Linked DNA regions of Mus musculus: region 2 is linked to region 1. A link is a contact called in public HiChIP or PLAC-seq data. All regions are on one chromosome and are shown on one strand. Each heading gives the region's core, a stretch centred on a gene start, on an enhancer-like site or on the middle of the called end of the contact. The rest is flanking DNA. Distances are from core to core; before and after follow the strand shown.

Evidence for each region. HiChIP or PLAC-seq counts read pairs in DNA pulled down with a chosen protein or histone mark.
Region 2: a contact with region 1 is called in an H3K27ac HiChIP or PLAC-seq map of extraembryonic endoderm stem cells, with 7 times the contacts expected there. The contact joins the enhancer-like site here to the promoter of Kcng1 in region 1. A contact is called at or near these places in 4 of 39 promoter capture datasets (the 3T3-L1 cell line, the HPC-7 cell line and liver) and 1 of 115 datasets of contacts at active chromatin or transcription factors (extraembryonic endoderm stem cells).

Annotation. Positions count from the first base shown.
Region 1 is chr2:168,277,025-168,283,065 of GRCm38.p6, forward strand. It overlaps Kcng1 (potassium voltage-gated channel, subfamily G, member 1), which reads right to left and starts at 4,082. Exons shown (of 3, transcript NM_001081134.2): 1 at 3,854-4,082.
Region 2 is chr2:168,837,123-168,843,138 of GRCm38.p6, forward strand. No RefSeq gene overlaps it. Among named protein-coding and RNA genes, the nearest start is that of Gm25214, 42 kb to the right of the region's middle. Within about 2 kb of position 2,904, at least 43 of the 459 cell types and tissues checked have an H3K27ac peak or open chromatin away from gene starts, as enhancers often do. A contact at or near this core is called in extraembryonic endoderm stem cells, where this site is marked.

The DNA.
Region 1 (6,041 bases), core at 2,832-5,331:
CTTAAAATGAGCAATAGTGTTTTTTTGCGGAGCTGCTCTGAGGGCCAGTGAGTAGAGGTTTCTGTAGCCTTCAGCGACATCATCCAATCTCCGGCCTCGAGGTCCTCACGTGAAAAGGTTCTGGCCCCTAAGATGCCCCTCCACGGGACACTCGGTAAGCACCAAGGTGTGATACTGGGGCCCTAACTTCAGGGGCTTACATTCTTTCCTAAAAGGCAACATGGGGAAACTGAGGCTCAGTGAAACAAACATTCATGGCTGACAGTAGGGGACTGTGATGGTCTGCGGGATCCCTGAATTCTACTGTCACGGTGGGAACCATAGGTCATTCCTGAGAGGGACTGGACCTTATCTGTTTCTGCAGACAAGCTTTTGGGGAGGCCTGGGGGTTGGGAGCAGCAGGTGACGATGCAGGCCGAGAAACAGCACCATCTTTATGTTTGCACTAAGTCAGGGTAGGAAAGCAATAGAGTCCCTGCTTTTGTGGAGTTCTGGGTCATCATTGTGGCCTCCAGAGATATGACCATGGTCACAGGGGTTACGGCAAGGCCGGGCCATAAGCCAAGGCATTCAGGAGGCATTCTAGACACTGGAGAAGGTATGTGGGAGTGGATGCTCACCAGAAGATGTTACCGGGCAAGACAAGATTGGGAGTTCTTATCTCCTCAGACTCTGAGATGTTGATAAACACTTCGTATAGAATTCGGGAGTCTAACACAACACCCTAGGCAGATTCCTAGAGGTTAGAGTAATTTGTTGAGCTTCTGGTGTTGGGGTTTGGCTCCTGGACTACCATCCCTAACTTGAGCAGGGAACCCGAGGCTCCCCTCCTTCTCTTCCCAGGCTCCATGTGGTTCTGGTCTCTCCCGTGAGTCTCATCTGTCAGGATTAGGGTTCCTGGCTGGGCTGACTCAGAGGCTGGCCTCGCTGCATCCACCCCCAATTAAATTGTTAATTATAATAGATCCAGCTATTAGGCTGCCCAGGTCCTCACATGCTGCCCCCTCACCTCAGGATTGCTGCCTGTGGAAGTCTGTCTTTCCCACTTGCCATCTGTCACTCCCACACACCTCAGCTTTGTCTCCGGAGAGTAGGGGTCAAAGTGCCCGGGGAGTTCCATGCTGGGAGGTGGGCTCCTGTCGCCATGCCTCGCCTGAACCAAAATGGGGGAAAGTGAATCAAATAGGCGGGCTGTGTGTTTAGCCACTGGGCTCTGCTGCTGGCAAAATGGCTCCTGGTGCACACTGTTACTCTACCAGGAGCTTTTCAAAATTGTGGCCAGAACATCCTTTGTATTAGCCTCTTCCTTCTCATGTGTGTGTGTGTGTGTGTGTGTGTGTGTGTGTGTGTGTGTTTCAGCTGTTGTTTCTGTCCACTTGTTTTTGAGGCAGGGCCTTTCTCTGGGTTGGCAGACAACTGAGCCCCAGGGGTCACCTGTAATCAAGCCCTGTCTCTTTGGCCAGGATCCTATGCCTGGTTTGTTGTTGTTGTTGTTGTTTTTGGTACTGGGGATTAAATGCCGGCCCTCGGGCTTGCTTACTGACCTAACCCTCTTCCTTCCTTCCTTCCTTCCTTCCTTCCTTCCTTCCTTCCTTCCTTCTTTCCTTCCTCCTTCCTTCCTTCCTTCCTTCCTTCCTTCCTTCCTCCCTCCCTCCCTCCCTCCCTCCCTCCCTTCCTTCCTTCCTTCCTTCCTTCCTTCCTTCCTTCCTTGTGGTCAGAAATTGGGGGACACTGGTTAACACAGAGGAGCAATGGGGACCTGGAGACAGCACCAGCTAGCTGGGCTGCTCACAGGGCTCGGCAGGAAGGAGGGGATGCTATGCCAACTGTCTGTTGGGGCAGGCGCTGGCCTGAAGCAGGGATAACTTAAAGCACAGTTCAGATCCTGTGGCGGATTCATATGTTGACTTTGTTCATTAAGGACAGTCTGCCAGGTAAAAATACCAAGGCTTGGCAGCCTCTTCTATCCCTTCTGGTTTTATTAATTCTATTTAGGTGGTATCACCAGCCGCTATCTCCATGGGTAGGGACAGGGAAGGTGGGCTCTCTTTTTCTGGGTTTAGACAACCAACCCAGAGTAGATTCTCAGAGGGGCAGCCCTGTGAGCTACTGTGTTCAGGAAACATCTTTGTCTTTCTGTCCCTGGGGCAGATGTCTCACCTTTTGCCAGAGTCCCTTGCCAACCCAGTGCACAAAACTCAACTGCCTCCCCCCCCCCCCCCCAGGAGTCTGCCTCATCAGGCTGCAAGACACTCACAGTCCGGGTCCTCCAGCTCTGGGAAGAGGCTCAGGGTGACTTGTTTTCGGTTCATTCGTCCCCTGTGGGTTTGGAGTGTGTCCCACAGCAGACATTTTTCCACTGGAATGGATTGGCTCAGAGCTGGGCTGGTAGGAGCAATCCCTTGGGGCCAAGCCTCCATGCCTAGCCACACTTCCCTCCCCACCCTCTACAGCAGGTGCCTGTGCAAAGCTGCAAAAGCATAAAGACCCACAGGTAGAAAAACCCACCGTGTGCACACCCCACTGCCCTAATCTCCAGGAGTACCACTTAACCTGGTGATGTGTTTATTGATGAGACACCAGGCAGTGACTCTGAGTACCGTCATAGGTGTGTGTGTGTGTGTGTGTGTGTGTGTGTGTGTGTGCACGTTGGTGGAGGGTTGGGGGTGTCAAACAAACCCCAGCGAATATCTACCTAGATTTATAGTCTGGCAGGCCCTCCTTTCTCCAGCGAATCAGACCAATCCCTGCCCCCTCCTCTCACCTTCCTGTGGACTTAGCTCAGATGTCACCGAGGAGGGGTGAGTATGCGTTTGCCTCCCACCTATTATCTACTTGGGGAACTCAGGTGTTTAGCACCCCTTAAGTACCTCTGCATTGCAAGTGTTTAACAAAATGTGTGCCAAAGTGACAGCTTGGCCTCTAAGCCCCATCACTAGGAGGAGGCTGTGCTCACCTAACATTAGATGAACCTTCTCAGCCCTCATCATCACTCCCAGCCCCCACTAAAGAGCTTTTAAAAGCCCACTTCTTCCTCTCCAGGGATCGGACCCCCCACCCACCCAGGAATGAACGCATTAAGCACCAACCTTAAATCTGCTATACACATATGCTGTAGCGCGGGCCACCCTGGCAGGCTGTGCCCTTCTGAGGCAGGGCCTGAGAGTCTCAACCTCCCCCCCGCCCCCCCATCGCCAGAGTCCATTGTCCTGTCGCCACCTCGGCCATTGTTCAATCCAGGCTTGTTGAATAAATGACTGGATGAACACTGAGTGTTTGGCATAGTGAGATGCCCACAGCAGGTGCTCAACCAATTTTTGTACAACCCAGAGAATGAACGAGTTCGTCTCTTTTCCATCCACACCCAAAAACTATGAGCAAAGCCGGGCCACTTATCCCGGGTACACTGAGGTTAAGGAGACCTCTAACTTTCTTACTAGATGCTAAGGCCCGCGACCACTGAATAGTCACTAGGGCCTTGCACACAGTAGGCGGTCCATAAGCCTTCACTGAGTTCGTAATTAATGAATGACTTAAATGAGTCCCGCTGGTGGGGATGCTGCCTTCCGTGCCTATTGACAGTGAAAGACTTCCCCGCATTCCAACTCCTCCCGTGGGACCCCAAAAACCCTGCACGCAAAGTCAGAGCGCACTACGCATTCCGGGGACCCCTGGAAAGGATCCGTGGCCGGACCAAACTGCGGCCGCGTGGGTGCATGCCGCATCGCCCGGGCGGCCTCTCCGGGGCTCCTAGGTATCCGCAGAGGGTACCGGGGCCGCGGCCACGTGCAGAGCCCGGAGCGCCGCTTGCAGGAGCAGGGTCCCGCCAGGCTGCAGCCCGCGAAGTTCCCACCTTAAGTTCCCGTCGCGGCGTCCCCGCCTAGGAGCTAGCCGGGCCGCAGCTCTGTCTCCCGGCGCAGCGATGCCGGGGTGAGGATGCGAGAGGGGGCAGCAAGCGGCACGTGGGACCCGCTTGGCCTGCCGGGGCTGCCCGCAAACTTTGGCCCCAGGGCCGCTGTCCTGCGCGCTGGACCCCTGACCGTCCCGCCTCCGCCTCCTGGTGCCCGCCGGGCTGCAAGTGCGCCGGCAACGCGGCGCGGCAGCAGCTGAGGGAGGTGGCCGGGCAGGAGGCGGGACGGAGGGAGGGGACTGCGCGCGGGGCGGGGAGAGGGGCGGGCGGGGGGCGGGAGGATGGAGCCACCGCGGGACCCGCCACTGCGATGCCACGCACCCTGACCCGACCCAGAGTCCAGGTCCTAGCGGAACGCAGTGCTGCACTCTCCCCATCCTGCCCATAACCATCTCCTCCCATAATCATCTCCTGCGCCCTGCAGGCCCCTGCCTTCCGGTGGCGACCTTTTAAGTCCCAGCGCTGCTCCTCCCAGGGCTCCTGGCCTGAGGCGCATCCACTTCTCCAGTTTTCTCAGTGGTCGTGGGACGCTCTTCCACCCTAGGCTCAGCGAGTACCAGGACCCGAGCCTCATTCCCCACGTGAGTCGCTATCGTGGGAACGCCACCGAACCAGTCTTCTGTCCTTAGGTCCAACCTCACGCTGAACTGTCACGGACACTGCAGATGTCACGTCGGGGGTGGGGTGGGGTGGCCGCATTTTATGTGTGGCAGTCCGGGAGCCCCACACGCTCTCCACCTTACCATACCAGCCATACATGTGCCTTCTCCATTGGCGGCCTTGGGCTTTTCCTGCCCCTGCGGTCCAGGGCCTGCGCCACCTTTGCAGTGTCACCAAAGCCAAAGAATGAGCGCTCTGGGCCCCAGAATGACTCCTATGCTGTAGTTCCTCACTGTCCCGGGTGGGTCCCGGTCTGGCAGTCTCTGGGTCCTGTACTCAGTCAACAGCCTGGAGAGGACAGGGTGGATTCTGGAGGCCTCTGAGTTGGCAGAAGTTGCAGCAGGATTTGGGATTAGGTGGGAAAGCTGTCTGAGAAGAGAGGGAGTAACCTGCTTGGGGAAATTGATTGGTACTGTCCTTTCTCCTCCATCAGGGAAGCAGGAGAGACTCAGGAACCAAGCTCAGCGAGTGTGCCTCCTATGCCTGGGGCTTCTTTAACGAGTTGCTTAGGCTTGGCCCCGGGGGATGTAAGCTTTGGGTTCACTCAGCACGTGGGTGGAGACAGATGGCAGAGTCAGAGAGTCAGCTGAGGACCTGTCCCAAGAACTCTCAAGCTTCTGCAGCGTCTACACCAGGAGAAAGGGGGGCGGGAAGTGCAAGTAGAAGGGGAGGTGGGGGAGGGGCTCTTCAGATGGAACAAAGTCGACTCCAGATCAGGGCCAGGAACTGAGAGGACCTCATCTTTGGGAGATTTGCAAAGAGATCCCACTAAGGGGCAAACAAAGGCTTCTGAGATGCTGAGAGACACGGGGAGGCAGTGTGCCGGAGGGACATAAATAACAGAGGCCAACATAAAGGTTCTCGGTGGACTCTGGAGGCCAGTGCTCCCACGTCCCATGTTGAAAACATGGCTGGTCCTTGGTGCTCTGTTAGCATGAACAGAAGGACCCATACATCCATCTTTCTTGCTTTCTTCTGAGCCTCGGGTTCCAGAGCAAGGGCTGTGCTGTCTTCCTCTGGCCGGCAGCTTCCACATGGGAAAACTTAAGAGTAGCCTCTTCAGTGATTGTTGGAGGAAGCCAGCACTGTCCTATGACAGCAAGCCTACTACTGCTGTCCCCATGGAGGACGGCAGGACCAGGATGTGAGCAGAAGTTCTCAAAACCTTACTGTGGTCTGAGTCCTCTGGAGAATTCTTCAAACCCACTGGATCATACTTGTGACCCTTCCAGCAAGTTCCCTGGTCTGGGCTTTTTGAAGACTTCAGTTTATCCCAGCTCCATCTGGCCTCAGAGAGATACTTAGATGGGTTGTGAAGCCCAAGCTAGCCTAACTACTTTATCCTTGGGTCTGGGCCTATCGGAACTCGGGGCACCTGAGTCTGGTGTTGGGGTGACTTGAAGACAGAAAGCCCAGCACAACAGAGGCAAAGACTCCACCCTCCCCTGCCCTCTACCCCCGACCTCCACAC
Region 2 (6,016 bases), core at 1,654-4,153, 560 kb after region 1:
TATTCACATCTCACTGTGGTCGCCAGATAATCCTTCTTTCTCCCCTACTGTCTGTGCTCTGGAACCCAACTTTGTATTAAGAACGCAATTGGCAACCCAGTGTATGGGAAGCAAGTCCTTTGTATGTGTCAGAATGAACAATCTTTCCTCTGGGCTCCCGAAGCTGTTTAAACAAGAGCTCCGTTGTCCCTTTCAGAAGTGGATAATCGGAAACTGAACCGAAATCTGGAGGTCATTTGGCCTCTTCCACTCGGAGGAGACAGACATAGCAGCTCCAAACCCTGGAGCGTGCGAACACGTGACCAGTTACCCACGCTTGAATTTTTCACCGGAGACCAGGAGGACGCCCATGCTCTGGGTAGCTGCTGGATGGAGACTCACTCACCTTGTTGGGATTCTGACTCTAAAGCAGACTGGGATCCCACCAATCAGGCTTTATCTAATCCAGGAAGAGTCCTGGTGAGAACACCAGCAGGCATGACAGGGACTGCTGCTTCTTTAGTGTGTGGTGGAATACAAGGGGAAGAACGCGGTGTCTGCTCCACACACAGGGGACCAAGGGTCAGAGACAACGGCACGGCAGCCTTGAAGTTGGGACTCTGGGTTACTTTAGAAATTATCTTCTTTTCTTCCTCCTCCTTCTTGAAATTTAACTATTATTATTTCAAACAGGATCTCATTCCATACAACTCCATATATAGACCAGGCTGGCCTTGAACTCACAGAGATATGTCTCTGCCTTTGCCAGTGCTAGGATCAAAAATGTGGGCCGCACTGTATCTTTTTAAATTTTTTTTTTGAGACTAGGCCTCTTACTGAACCTGGAGCTAGCCAGGGAGCCCCAGGAGTACTCCAGTCTCTGCCTCCCCAGCTCCAGGACTACAAGTGGACACAGGGGTGTTCAGCATCTCAGAATTCTCATCTTAATTAGACTCGGGCCTTTGAAGAACTCACAGTCAAGTTGGAAGGAGTCAGTAATGCTAAATGAGATAAAGGAAGCTAATGTGTTTTTAAAACTCTATCAAATTATAAGCTATAAATACATATTTTATAATTATTGTGGGAGTTGTCACAAATATGGAGAGGTCAGAGGACACCCTCTGAAAGTCTGTTCTCTCCTTCCACCATGTGGGTCTGGAGAATCAGACACAGGTCATTAGGTTTAGCAGCCAGCGCCTTTATCCACTGAACCATCCCACCATCCCCCACAAAGTGTTTGATTTTGGCATTTGTGCATTTAAAATGCTGTAAAAGGGGCTAAGTAGCACACCACAACCTCGCTTTAGATTGGGGCGGGGCTAGGAAAGGCTGTGAGAACAGCCTTGGGCTCTGTATGTGTCTTCTGCTATTAAATATATTAAATGTATTTTCAAAGCTAGAGGAAGCAAGTGCAGGTTGGTGGGCGTTGAAATTCAATATTTTCCATACAAATGCATATCACTCTTCAAAAAAAAAAAAAGAAGGTAATTTTAGGCTTTCAAAATCCGTTCTTCGGGGCATAGCTACTGGTCCATTTGGGGCGCATTCATTTCCCCCAGTGTAAACCCAGCGGCACGTAGATGCCTGCATAGGGGAAGATGCGCTGTTGTTACACTAGACCCTTTTCAGCTTTAAAACGTGGACCTTCACCAAAAACTCTGACCTCCGTTCCCCCCTCCCATCCCGAGGCAGAGTGGGGACGAGGCATTGAATTACCAGCTTGTCACTGACGCCACGGGCTCTCTCAGTCCTTTGAACAGGAGCTGGGCTTAAGAAGAAAGTTTTTCTTAATAAGTAGCTGCTCCCGCTTTGATATGCACATCTGGATGCGAGGTCTTATCTGCAGCCAGCTAAGACTGCTTCCTGTGGGTAAATGATAAAAGAACAGCTCAAAATAACAAAAACGGAATAAAATGTGCCAGATGCCTCCGAAAAGCCGGACAATGTGAAGAAAGCAACTACTGACAATTGAAGCAATCATTTTAGAGGCCTACTGGCTCAAGATTTTTTTTTAAGGGATTAGGAAGAAGAGAAAGGGGGGGGGTGCCAACCTCGGCTGACAGGCATGGCTGTATTCTGTTGGAAATGAAGGGGGGGGGGGATAACGTGAAGCATGCTATCAATCACGTTGGGGGTTAATTTTGCTTCTGTCCTGGCCTGTTTCTGAAGCTTAAAAAAAAGAAAAAAGAAAAAAAAACTTCCCTTTTCTTTGTTGCTCTCTGTTTAAGCACAGTTAACTCTGAGGCCCCTAATCAATGATTCTGATTCACAAATTCTTTCAGGAATGACAAAGGATTTCACACAGACCGAAACCACCAAGAAGAGTGACCCTCTGGTGGGGCCAACTTCCACTTTCTCTCCGTTTGGTTTTAAAGAATAAGTTTTTCTTTACTCCGATTCCTTCCATAACGTTTTTTTTTTTCTTTTTTCTTGATTTCTTCACCATCTTTGTTAGAAAGATTCTTATGAAAACCTTATGATTATCTCAGCTTGGGGAAATTTTGAAGGAGCTTCGGTCCCCTCCTCCATGTGGACTGGTCTGATGTTTTCGGAGTTAGGGTGGAAGGGCAGGACTGTCTTAGATGACACACAAAATATGAGTCTAGCTCTCTTCTGTTCATTTCAAAGCTTGCTTTGTAAACACACGCTGGGGGCTTCAGTTACTCTGTGGCTGATTGTAACTGATACGTTAATAAGCAAATGAAACTTAGGGCTTTACACACATCACTCCTTAGAGAGGAAACTGAGGACGGGGTGGGGGAGGGGACCGGGAGGGCAGGCTGCCCCCCGCCCCCCAGCCTAACCAGATAACGCCTGCATGGATTCCACATTAACATACAGCAGGCATGGGAAAATGATAGACTCCTACACCACTGTCATAGCAACTGAAAAAATGGCTGCTTTAGAGGGGAGGGGGGAAGAGGGCCACAGGGAAAGAAAAGCCAAGGCCCGTCTCTTTTTTTCTGTTTGACATCTGTTGTTTAACATACAAAATTGTATTACCGTGATGAAGCCGCCGCCGCCGCCCGGCTGAAGCCTCGCCTAAGAGGGAAGAGAGTGTAGCCCCAGTTCTGAAGTAAGAGTGAGTCCCCGACATTTCCACCTAGAGCTCCCCCGCCCCCCAACATTCCAGGTGTGAAAAGCTTGGCGGGTGTAGGGAGCAGGGCAGGGAGGGGCCAGTAAGGCACACGCCGAGTCCCATCGGCCACCTTCATTTCTCCTCTTTAAAACAGATTTTGGATTTTTCTAAAATGCACATTTGAGAGGGCTTGTTGTCACCCACACAGCAAATCCCGAGAATACAGCTACGGTTTGTAAACACAGGTGCGGCCCAGGGTTTAAAATGCTTATTGCAGGACGGGAAGGGCTTGCCCCTCCCCCACAGATCCCAGGACCTTGCACCCATGAGGGACTCCAGCCGGAGAGGTGGCTTTTATTTCCTTCCTTCTGTGGCTCCTTCCCAAATTTGTATAAAGTGGCCACTCACATAGCAACGAAATGTTCCAAATGGGACTGGAAACTGATATTTGGGACTCCCAGTATTGATATAAAACTTTCATATCGCCCCAACCGTATTACCTGGAGGAGATTCCTTCTTTGCCGCATATATTAATGTATATTATATGTTTTTATATATTAATATATAATGTATATATTTCTTTTTCTTAACAATAAGTGACATGGGCTGGCCAGATGGCTCAGTGGGTAAATGTTCCTGTTGCCAAGGCTGATGTCTCCAGTTCGATTCCAGAAACCCACTCAAAGTGGAAGAAGAGAACTTACTTCCAAAAGCTGTCCCCTGACCTCCGAGTGTGCATGCACGCACGAATGCACACAGTCTCTCTAAATAAACGCATATATTAAAAAAAATAGAATTTTAAATGCAGCAATTCTTAATCGCAAGTGGGGGCTTACAAGGGTAAACAGCTCGCAGCAGGGGCTCAGAAACAGCTGTGGAAGATTGCTTGCATCTTCACAGCCAAGCTGAGGCTTTCCAGGAAGGCTGAGATTAAACCCCTTGATAGGGAAAGATCAGATAAGTCCAAACAAAGACCATTTATATAATTGCCATCGGTCACCAGCTAAGTTAGCATTTTAAGGTGGGGAAGAAGGAAAGAAAAAAAAGAAAGAAAGAAAGAAAGAAAGAAAGAAAAAGAAATACCCCAAGCCAGGGCCATCAGTTAGTGACCTCAATCTGTAATAACGGGGTCCTGACAAAGGCAGACTTGGGAGGGGAACGCAGAAGCCTACGAAATCGGAAGGTCGGAATGGAATTGTTTGTTTTTCCAAATTGTCGAGTAAAGTTACAAGAAGCCACCTGGGTAAAGCCACAGCCTGAATCTGAATCCGCAGATAAAGCATACAGGGGCTGCAGGGTGTCGCCAGTAGATTGGAGACTGGAAGGAGGAATTTACTTGTGGGGAGGGAAGGAGACCAAAGGACATTAGAGGATCAAACCTAGCTAGGAGGGACACGCTGGGTGCTAGGCGTGAAGACGCCTGCCTTCTCACCCTACAAGGGCTTTTCAGGAAAGGGCGTTGGCCAGCCTGCTCCATCCTAGCCTTGAATATTTTTTTGCTCCCTTTTTGTTTGTTTATTTTCTGCTTCAAGGTTACATCAGCATAGTCTTTGTCCCAAGGGCTCACGACTGTGATATTTGCAATTCTAGACTTTTTTTTCATTCTGTTTAGATTCCGGAAGGACGACTCACAGTTTTTGTTTTTTTACATTGTCATATTTATTGCACTCTAAACGAGGGAAGCCTTCCCAGGGGCCCTCAGACTCTCCGGGGATGGGGTGGGGGAGGGTAGAGTTCTCCCCGGGAACTTTTCCTATTCGAATCTTTTTTCTTCCTAAGTCTCATCCATGGGTTTTTGAAAACCTGAACACGCTCCCTAACAATCGTCCAATAAAGTGGATCCCGTATCATCCCGCACTGTGTGAGAGTCACCCAGTGAGTGCACAAAGTGGAAACTGGCTTCAGATTTTCTGACTCAAGCTCCAAAATACGAGATTTTAGACCAGTCGGGAAAGTATCTCAACAGCCAGGAAAAAAAAAAAAACAAAAAACAAAAAACAAAACAAACAAACAAAAAATCAAAACCGAGTACACGGAAGTATTGGGGATTAAAAAATAACAAGAATCCCTGATACACTGAAGGCGGCTTCCGATCCGACCAGCATCCGGGTCATACTACCCGTGAACAGCGCCTCCCCAGAGTTCAGCATCTGGCTCTTACACCTAAGTCCAGCTCTCTCTAGCTATGAAAATTGGGTCAGGCAGTGAGGGTCAAAGGCTCGGAGGGTAAAGACTCTTCCCGCTAAGCTTCATCACCTGACCTGGATCCCCGGGACCCGCATGGTGGAAAGAGAGAACCATGCCTTGCAAGTTGTCCGCTGAGGACACTGGTGAGGACCTGACTCACGTGTGCTCCAATGCACAAAGTGACTGTGGTTGGAGACAGACGTTTTAAGGAGAAAACTAAGGTTAAACCAATTATTTGATGGCTCCCAGAGCTCTAATTTGGGTCCCATCACCCCTCTTGGGCAGCGTACATTGCCCTCTTCTGGCATCCTCTGGCATTACATGCATGCGTGTGGAGTACATACATACACATATAAATAAAAATACAAAAATGTAAAACAGTTGCTTTTCTCACCACGGTCATGAAAATGCCTGACAGAAGCAATGGAGGGAGGAAGAGAGGGAGGGAGGGAGAGAGGGAGGGAGGGAGGGAGGGAGGGAGGGAGGGAGGGAGGGAGGATACATTTTGACTCATGGTTTCAGAGTGCATCGTGGTGGGGTGAGGGGTGAAAGAGTCTCGCTTGGTGGCAGCCGACCGGAGCAGCTGCTTGCTTGTCCACTTGGCAGCAGGCAGGACACCGGAACACTTAGGATCAGAACAGAGGGTGTGCTTCATTTTTAAAGAGCCACCCCTAGTGACCTGTTTCCATCACTTTAACCCTCCAAAATCACACCACTTGTCGGGGACTGAGTGATCAGAGCGTGTGCCTGTGGGGAGATACCTAGATTCAA